2 separate regions of the Zea mays genome follow, and region 1 is linked to region 2. A link is a contact called in public Hi-C data. All regions are on one chromosome and are shown on one strand. The core of a region is the stretch at or near the end of the contact, and the rest is flanking DNA. Distances in the headings are between cores, read along the strand shown. Region 1 holds the start of LOC100194105 (putative protein kinase superfamily protein). Region 2 has its middle 50 kb from the start of LOC109939713.

Evidence for each region. A called contact is a pair of places that touch in the nucleus more often than the background predicts.
Region 1: a Hi-C map of leaf shows a contact between it and region 2, with 4 times the contacts expected there. The contact joins the promoter of LOC100194105 here to the enhancer-like site in region 2. A contact is called at or near these places in 2 of 25 Hi-C or Micro-C datasets (ear and leaf).

What each region holds. Positions count from the first base shown.
Region 1 is chr5:77,964,867-77,969,289 of Zm-B73-REFERENCE-NAM-5.0, forward strand. LOC100194105 (putative protein kinase superfamily protein) reads left to right here and starts at 2,354. Exons shown (of 1, transcript NM_001139158.2): 1 at 2,354-4,423. The coding sequence starts at 2,456. The coding sequence ends at 4,423.
Region 2 is chr5:77,737,156-77,741,238 of Zm-B73-REFERENCE-NAM-5.0, forward strand. No RefSeq gene overlaps it. Among protein-coding and RNA genes, the nearest start is that of LOC109939713, 50 kb to the left of the region's middle. Within about 2 kb of position 2,641, at least 16 of the 20 cell types and tissues checked have an H3K27ac peak or open chromatin away from gene starts, as enhancers often do. A contact at or near this core is called in ear and leaf, where this site is marked.

The DNA.
Region 1 (4,423 bases), core at 1,104-3,603, 230 kb after region 2:
CCCAGAGCACGCAGAGTGAGGGATGACCCTGGGTACGTCTGTTACATGGCCGAGGCTCGGGCTATGCTCCCGAGGTACCCTAGGACATTTCTGAGATCAGCGGGAACGATTTGTAATGGAATCCCACCGGAGGGAGGCATCGAGCCCTCAGACCCTGTCGAAAGGGTCCGGGTCCAGCAAATCACCCGCAGGTACTTTTGGAGCACGCCTCCGTGCCACTAGCCGACCCTTAACAAACGGGGCACGGGCGTCCACTCGGATCACCCGTTAGCAACTCACTGGAAACACCATGTTCGGCGCCCTCCAAGGGCAACATGGCGCTTTCCCCCCTTCCTCCTTGCGGAAAGGCGACGAAGGGGCGTATAATAAAAGTCGAGACAGTCCTTGATCATTCTCTCGCTCCGTGCAGAGGCTCGGGGGCTGCTCTCGCAACCCGGCTATGGCCAAACTGTTGACAGCGTCAACAAACCAGCCTAAAAACTCGGAACCTGACCATGCACCCGGGCTACGACCAGGCCGCATGAGGGAACAACCAGGCCGGCCGAGGCATCACAAAAAGCATTAAGACCTCAGAGGAGTCAAACCACTCCTCCGAGGCCTCGGGGGCTACACCCGGCGGGTGCGCTCGCGCGTACCCACCGGAACAAAATATAACCGAGAAAGGCCGGTCCCCTCACAAAAAATGCGGCAAAGCCTCCAAGCGAGTACCAACACTCCCTTCGAGGCTCGGGGGCTACTGTCGGGTACCGTAATTAGGGGTACCCCCAACACTCCTAAACACGGCTGGTAACCACCCTCAGCACTCACCGCAAAGACTGATGGGCACGGTTCAGGTCAAGGCCTCGTCTACCAAGGGACGCAATCTCGCCTCGTCCGAGCCCGGCCTCGGGCGGGAATAGTAGTCTCGGACGAATTCACGCCTCGCCCGAGGGCCTCCTCAGGCGGTGGGCGCACCCTCGACTCGCCCGAAGCCTAGCTCGGGCAGGCTTCGTTGAGAAGCAACCTTGGCCAAATCGCCTTACTAGACCGTATCGCAGGCGCATTCAATGCAAAGATCGCCTGACACCTTATCCTGACACGCGCGCCGCAGTCGGCAAGGTCGAAGTGACCGCAGTCACTTCGCCCTTTCACTGACCGACCTGACAAGAAAACAGCGCTGCTTGCCCCGCTCCGACTGTTGCGCCACCCACCGGGGTAAGACTGACAACAGCCGAGTTCAGCCTCGGGCGCAACAGAAAGCTCCGCCTCGCCCGACCTTAGGCCTCGGCCTTGGGAGGAGGTCTCCGCCTCGCCCGACCCCAGGACTCGGCCTCAGCCTCGGCCTCGGGAGGAATCGCGTCCTCGCCCGACCCCGACCTCGGCCTCAGGAGAAGTCTCCGCCTCGCCCGACCTTGGGCTCGGACCGACCGCGCCACAGGGGATACATCATTACCCTACTCCTAGCTAGCTCAGGCTACGAGGGAACAAAACCGGCGTCCCATCTGGCTCACCCCGGTAACAGGTAATGATGGTTCCCCGCGTGCGTCCATGACGTCGGTGGTTCTCTGCCCCCTACGGAAACAAGGAGACGTCAGCAGGATTCCAGCCGCACCGCCAGCTGTGCTTCTACATGGCTCAGGCACTTCTCCGACGACCACGTTATCGTGCACACAGGGCTCAAGCACTCCTCCAACAGCCACGTTGGCATGTACACAGGGCTCAGGCACTTCTCTGCCAGACACGTTAGCGCATAGCTACACTCCCATTGTACATCTGGACTCTCTCCTTGCATCTATAAAAGGGTGGTCCAGGGCCTTCCTGCGGGGGGTCGCGCGGGGACGAGCAAACGAACAGGCTCTCTCTCCCTCTCGTGACGCTTGTAACCCCTACTACGAGCACCCCCGGTGCGAGATAATACAAGCCGCATTCCCCCCTTGTGTTTCGTCTTGCGCCAACTCATCTGGGCAGGGGCATGCAGCGATAAAATTCACTGGTCGGCTCGGTGGAGGGTCCCCAGGTCCGAAACGCCGACACCTAGGTAAGAATGCAAATATTAATAAGTTAAATATAAGATCAACAAGTTTAATATAGTCAAATAAATTGAAGAACTAATCATAGAAAAAAAGTTAGAAAAATTATGATAAATTACGAACCAAACAAAACCAACCTTAGAAAAATTCAGACGATATATGGTAAGCAGCGAACAAACAAGCCCAGCTCCCTACAACAGTCAACAGAGCCGCGGACAAAGAGATTATCTATGTTAGCAGAATTTACAACGTCGGACCGGGTTTTAGCGGTACAATTTCGCGACAATAGACAGATGTTTGAAAATGCTCGGACCATTAGTACAGTAACGTGACGGGCGCAGCTTATCCACCATCCTTCTTCTTCCCTGGCCACGGCCGCCAAACAGCAGTCAACACCAACCGCCCCCACCCCACCCCCACCCCCACCCACTCTTCTGATCTTCTCCATGTGCCGCCTCCGTCTCCTCCTCCGCCCCATCTCGCGGCCTCATCTCCATCCCCTTCCGCCTCCCATGTGCCGCCTCCGTCTCCTCCTTCCCTTCTTCCTCCTCCTCCGCCCCATCCCACACGCGTCCCAACCGGCCGCCCCCTCTCCGGCGCTGCAATGCGCTCTCAACTTCACGGCGCTGCTCCCCTTCCTCGCGCCGCCGCTGCCGTCGGACGACGCCTCCCGCTGCGCGGTCGCCACGCAGTCCGTCGCCTTTCTCCTCTCGCTCCACCTCGCGGCCACATCGTCCTTCGTGCTCCCACCCGACGCCTCCTCCTGCCTGTCCCCGCTCCGCGCCGCGCTCCCCTACCCGCTCCCCGCGTCGGCCTGCGGCCTCTCGGGCCTCGACGCCGCCCTCGCCTCCCCGGGCTGCGGCAACGTCTCCACGGTCGCCGACTTCGACGCGCTCGTCCCGCCCAGCTCGCGCGGGGACATCGACGCCAGCTGCGACCGCGACCTCTCCGCCGTCCCTGACTGCACCGCCTGCTCCACCGCGCTCAGCAAGGCCGCCGCGGCCTATCTCCTGGCTGGATCCCCGAGCGCCAGGAGTAACAACGTCACCGGGTGCGTGCAGTACCCCTCCATCTACGCTGGCGCCGAGGCTAGCCCGCACGGGCCCGCCGACCCGGCCACTGCCTACTGCCTCTTTCTACTCAAGGCGAACCCGCCTCAGTCCCACAGCTCCGGTGCCGCCCCCTGGGTCTACGGCGTCGCATTCGGCTCCCTCGCGGCAGTGCTGCTCCTCGCCGCAGCCTTGGGATGCTGCTTCGTCGTGAGGCGAAGGCAGGCGCGAGATGCCGCTGCCGCCCTGGCTGCGGACAGCAGGAGCAAGCGCTCTCAGGCCATGGAGTCCATCAGCGCCAGCACCACGCTCGTCAAGTTCACCTACGACGATATCAAGGCTGCCACCGACGGATTCGCCAGGAAGAGTATTATTGGCCAGGGTGGCTTTGGGAATGTCTACAAGGGGGTGCTGCGCGACGGTGCTGAGGTGGCGGTGAAGCGGTTCAAGAACTGCTCCGCGGCTGGGGACGCCGCCTTTGCCCATGAGGTGGAAGTGGTGGCCAGCGTGCGCCATGTCAACTTGGTTGCGCTGCGTGGGTACTGCATTGCCACCACACAGAGAGAAGGCCACCAGCGGATGATCGTTTGCGACCTGATGCATAATGGCAGCTTGTATGACCATCTGTTTGCTGCCGGAGAATGCCAGTTAGCGTGGCCGGTGCGGCAGAGGATTGCCATTGGCATGGCAAGAGGGCTGGCCTACCTGCATCGCGGTGCACAGCCAGCCATTATTCACAGGGATATCAAAGCGAGCAACATCTTGCTTGATGATGAATTTGAGGCCAAGGTGGCTGATTTTGGACTGGCCAAGTTTGCACCTGAAGGGATGACGCATGTGAGCACAAGGGTTGCCGGAACACTAGGTTATGTTGCCCCAGAGTATGCACTCTACGGCCAATTGACTGAGAAGAGCGATGTGTATAGCTTTGGTGTTGTGCTTCTTGAGCTTCTGAGTGGAAAGAAGGCATTCATTTCTCTCAGCGAGGGACAGAGCTTTGTGCTCACTGATTGGGCTTGGTCTTTGGTGCGAAGGGGGAGGACAGTGGAGGTGATCCAAGAGGGAATGGTTGATCCTGGTCCAACTAAGGTGATGGAGAAGTACGTGCTTGTTGGTGCACTCTGCACACATCCCCAGTTGCATGCAAGGCCGACAATGGAGCAGGCGCTGAAGATACTTGAGGCTGATTCAGTACCAAGTCCTTTGATTATTCCCGAGAGGCCAATCCCTGTTGTTGCAAACCTGGCCGAGATTGAGAGGTCAGCCAGCAGCAGTGGATCAGGTCAGCTGTTTAGCCCCTCTGGTTTCCGATCTTTTATTCATGCAAATGAGGATGCTGCTCTGGTGTCTCCAAATGACACATGA
Region 2 (4,083 bases), core at 1,391-3,890:
TGAAAAGGTTTTGAAGCGATTTGGCTTCTCTGAGTGCAAACCTTCTCCAACACCTTATGATCCCAGTGTGACACTGCGAAAGAACAAGAGAATTGGTTTAGACCAATTGAGATACTCTCAGATTGTCGGTTCACTCATGTATCTTGCTGGTGCAACAAGGCCCGATATCGCGTTTGTTGTGAGCAAATTGAGTAGGTTCATGTCAAACCCCGGGACTGATCATTGGCATGCACTTGAGTGGGTTATGCGCTACTTGCAAGGTACAATGAGTTATGGAATTCACTATTCTGGTCAGCATGCAGTACTTGAAGGATATAGTGATTCGAACTGGATATCTGATGCAGACGAGCTTTATGCCACCAGTGGTTTTGTCTTTACTATTGGTGGAGGTGCGGTATCATGGAGGTCATGCAAGCAGACCATTTTGACGAGGTCAACCATGGAAGCCGAGCTAGCTGCACTTGACAAAGCAACCGTTGAGGCAGAATGGTTGCGTGAACTCTTGATGGACTTGCCGGTGGTTGAGAAACCAATACCAGCTATCCTTATGAACTGTGACAATCAGACAGTGATTGCTAAAGTGACGAGTTCTAAGGATAATGGGAAGTCATCAAGACATGTCAAAAGACGATTGAAGTCTGTCAGAAAGTTGAGAAGCTCTAGAGTTATAAGTGTGACTTATATTTCAACAGATAAAAATCTGGCAGATCCTTTTACCAAGGGACTACCACGTAATGTGATAGAAGTCGCATCGAGAGAGATGGGTATGAGACCCGAATAAAGTTGCCATGGTGGAAACCTAGTCTATGTAATCGGAGATCCCGTGAATTAGGTCCTAGGAAGAACAAGCCATTGGTTAACTGAGGAGAGTAACCTTTGACCCTCTCTAAGAAAAGATGCAATACTCTCAAATGTTGTAAGGCAGGTTGGCTTTGTGCCTTAATGTGTTCTATTGGCTTGTATTAGCAAAGATGTTGTCCTGCAGAACATTCTTGAAAGAACACACCTATATGAGTTAGATTGTCTAACGTCGTAGTCTATGAGATCTAGGTGATCTCTAGTAAACTCATGAAGAGACCTTGGAGTACGACGTATATGCTCCATCCGAGAAGGGGACTACTGGTAGCCAAGTACTGTTCATGACTTCAAGTGAAACCCATTCACGCAAAACTTGCAATTCAAGGCATAGTCCATTGTCCAAGTTGTGGGTTGGTGTAGCTTGGAGTTCTAGGCGGAAGTTCAACTTAACAGTCTCTACTGAAAAACGAGTATATTAAACAGTAGTGAACAGTGGCGAAAACTATAGATGGGCATTTGAGATCTGGTGGGGGATTGTTAGGATTTATGGGCTAGGCCCAAATTGAGAAAATAAAATAAATCCCAGGAAAATCTCAAAAGCCCATATAAGTGTATGGCTAGGGAATAGGTGGAACCAATAGCACCATATTGCTAGTTCTAGTGGAGTAGAGCTAGCTTAAATATGGAAGCCACACTCACTCACCAAGTCATGGATGAGAGGAGAGAGTGTGGAGAGCCACACGCGCGCGCGCGCTCGCTCGCCTGGCCTGGCCTGGCCTGGCCGGGGCGGGGCGCGGGCGCACGACATGCGCGTGAATGGTCCGCCGAAATCCGGCCCCTCGCTTTGCGGGGGCGCGACTTCCTTTTGCTGTTTGAATTTTTGGTTACTTGGCTATTATGTTTAGAATCCTAACCGATCGCTATAAAATCTTAACTGAACGCGAGATTTTCGCGGGCGGATAAGATCAAAGGTAGCTATCTGGTCGCGGACTCGGCCCTATAAAAAGAGCCTGGCAGCCAGCATCCAATTCATCCCGATTTCGCTTTCGCCTCTCTTCATAGTTGAACCGCCTTCCAGTTCCCTTCATCCCGACCACATACGTGCATCTGCGATTAGGAGAGCAGGTCTCCAGAACCCTTCGTCTTCTAGATCCTGCACCAGGAGAGGGCGAATAAGGTTTTTGGGAAGCGTCTTCACGCGACTGCTCGTGATCTTCTGACCTCGTTGACCCTGCTGATTTCGCTGCTACGACGTCGTCGACCCTGCTGATTCCGGTGCACGCCATCTATCGGTATGTCTAATCAGTTAACATCATCTGATTTGACTCTCTACTTCAGTTCTTTTGAATTGGTCATGATTTATATTCGGAATTTAATCTGGAATTTGTCTAATTATTCAACAATCCCGCGGTGTCCAATGCCGTCGAAAAATTCACGGCGCCGAGGACCCCAGTGTTGTTTGCAGAGCCACAGGTAATCTGCAGCACGGCACGACGAAGATCCCCATCCCAACCCTGGTGCCCGGCGGTGAAGGAGCGTGGTGCGGAGCCTCTCCCCTTTGTCCCGCAACACAGGGCATCTTGGTGGTTCTCAACTCAACTTCGTGGCTGCATTGGCTTCGTGGGGCTAGAACAGAGAGGTGGAGGTGGATTATATGGAAGTGAGGGCCAATGACTGAGTCGGCTGGGTCAGCAACCCGATCTACGCGGAGCTAACCTCCCGGTTCGCCTGTTGACTTATTACAGGAAGAAGAAGGTCTGACGATGTGGTCCCGTGTGTCAACGACCCAGGTGTAGAAGAGCGCGTGCCGCATGATTGACGGGCGGACCCCACTCGTCGGCACACCGTTGTAGCAGGACCAGCGGAATTGAGTTGGGCTCGGTGGCAACTGGCTAGGCCGCGCGGGGGAGAGTTAGATGGGTCGCATGGAGCACATTGGTCCCAACCGGTTTTCTTTCTTTTTTTCTTTATTCTTTTCTTTTTCTGGTTTCTCTTTTATTCATTTTGTAAATCCAAATTTGAATTCGAATTTAACTATAAATTTATACCCATTTTAAACATACCCATTGAGTACTCCAGTATGGGAGGCTTTTATTTAATTACATATTTTATTCTCTTTATTTTGGTGTAGTATTTTTCCCTTTCCTATTTTCTTATTTATTTTCATTTATACCTTGAGGTCCCAAGTTTAAATTATGACTCTTTATTAAAATGTTTCACCACATATTCATAAGTATAAAATGCCTATAGTGCATCATTTAATGAAATGAATAGCCATTTAGTTGAATTGAAAACCTTTCTACTACTTCTTTTCTAATATAATTCTTGGTTTCCAAAATTCAGTCCTCGATTTTCAATACTCAAGTATAATTTGAGATTTCGGAATTTGATATTTTATTTATTTATATATTTATTATTATTATTATTATTATTATTATTATTATCATTTTTTGTCGTATACCAATTTTGGACCTTACACATGGGTGGCGAGGTAGGACTCCCACCAGGACTGAGCTGCTCCCCTTAGCAGATGAGGACCATACAGAACCTTCTCACGATTGTTGCACTGAGCGTTATGTAGCTCCCGCTCCACTGTGTGCAACCAGTCTTCGGTGTCCATGGGGTCTGCAGAATGGGCAAAGACAGTGGGATGACCCCTAATGAACTCCGCACGCTTGTCCCTGGGCATCTGCGGCATCTGCACTTGCATATGAGGTTGAGGTGGGGGTTGTTGCTGCACCTATTGCATAGCTGCTAGAGTCTGGCCAATCGCTTGGACTGCCTGGGTCTGCATCAGAAACATCTGTTCAATTGTCATTGGGGATGGTGGTGGCAACTGGCGCTGGGGTGCCTCATCTTGGGGTACCTGCTGCTCCTACTGAGCACACCTTCCACCTCTGCGCCTGTTATCAGACATCTGTAGAAAGCATACACACATCAGATCTGACTCTGCAATCTTTCAGCATAAGAAAAGATGTATAGAATTCTTCATAGCACTGAACAAATGAGCATCTTCACTGACTCTCAACACGACCAAACACAGCTTCTCAGATAAAGAGGAAAGTGGAAATAAAAGATTGCCCAACTAAATGACTAACTTTATTAATAACTATACCAAGTTGCAGGGGATGCCCACACCTTAGTGACAATCATTACAAAGATCCAACTTCATCACGAGTTCATCACGACAAGCATCAAAACATATGATAAGCAAACTAAAATTAACTAAGACTAACTAAGACTAAGACACTGAATTAAACATTATTACAGACTCTGACTCTATCA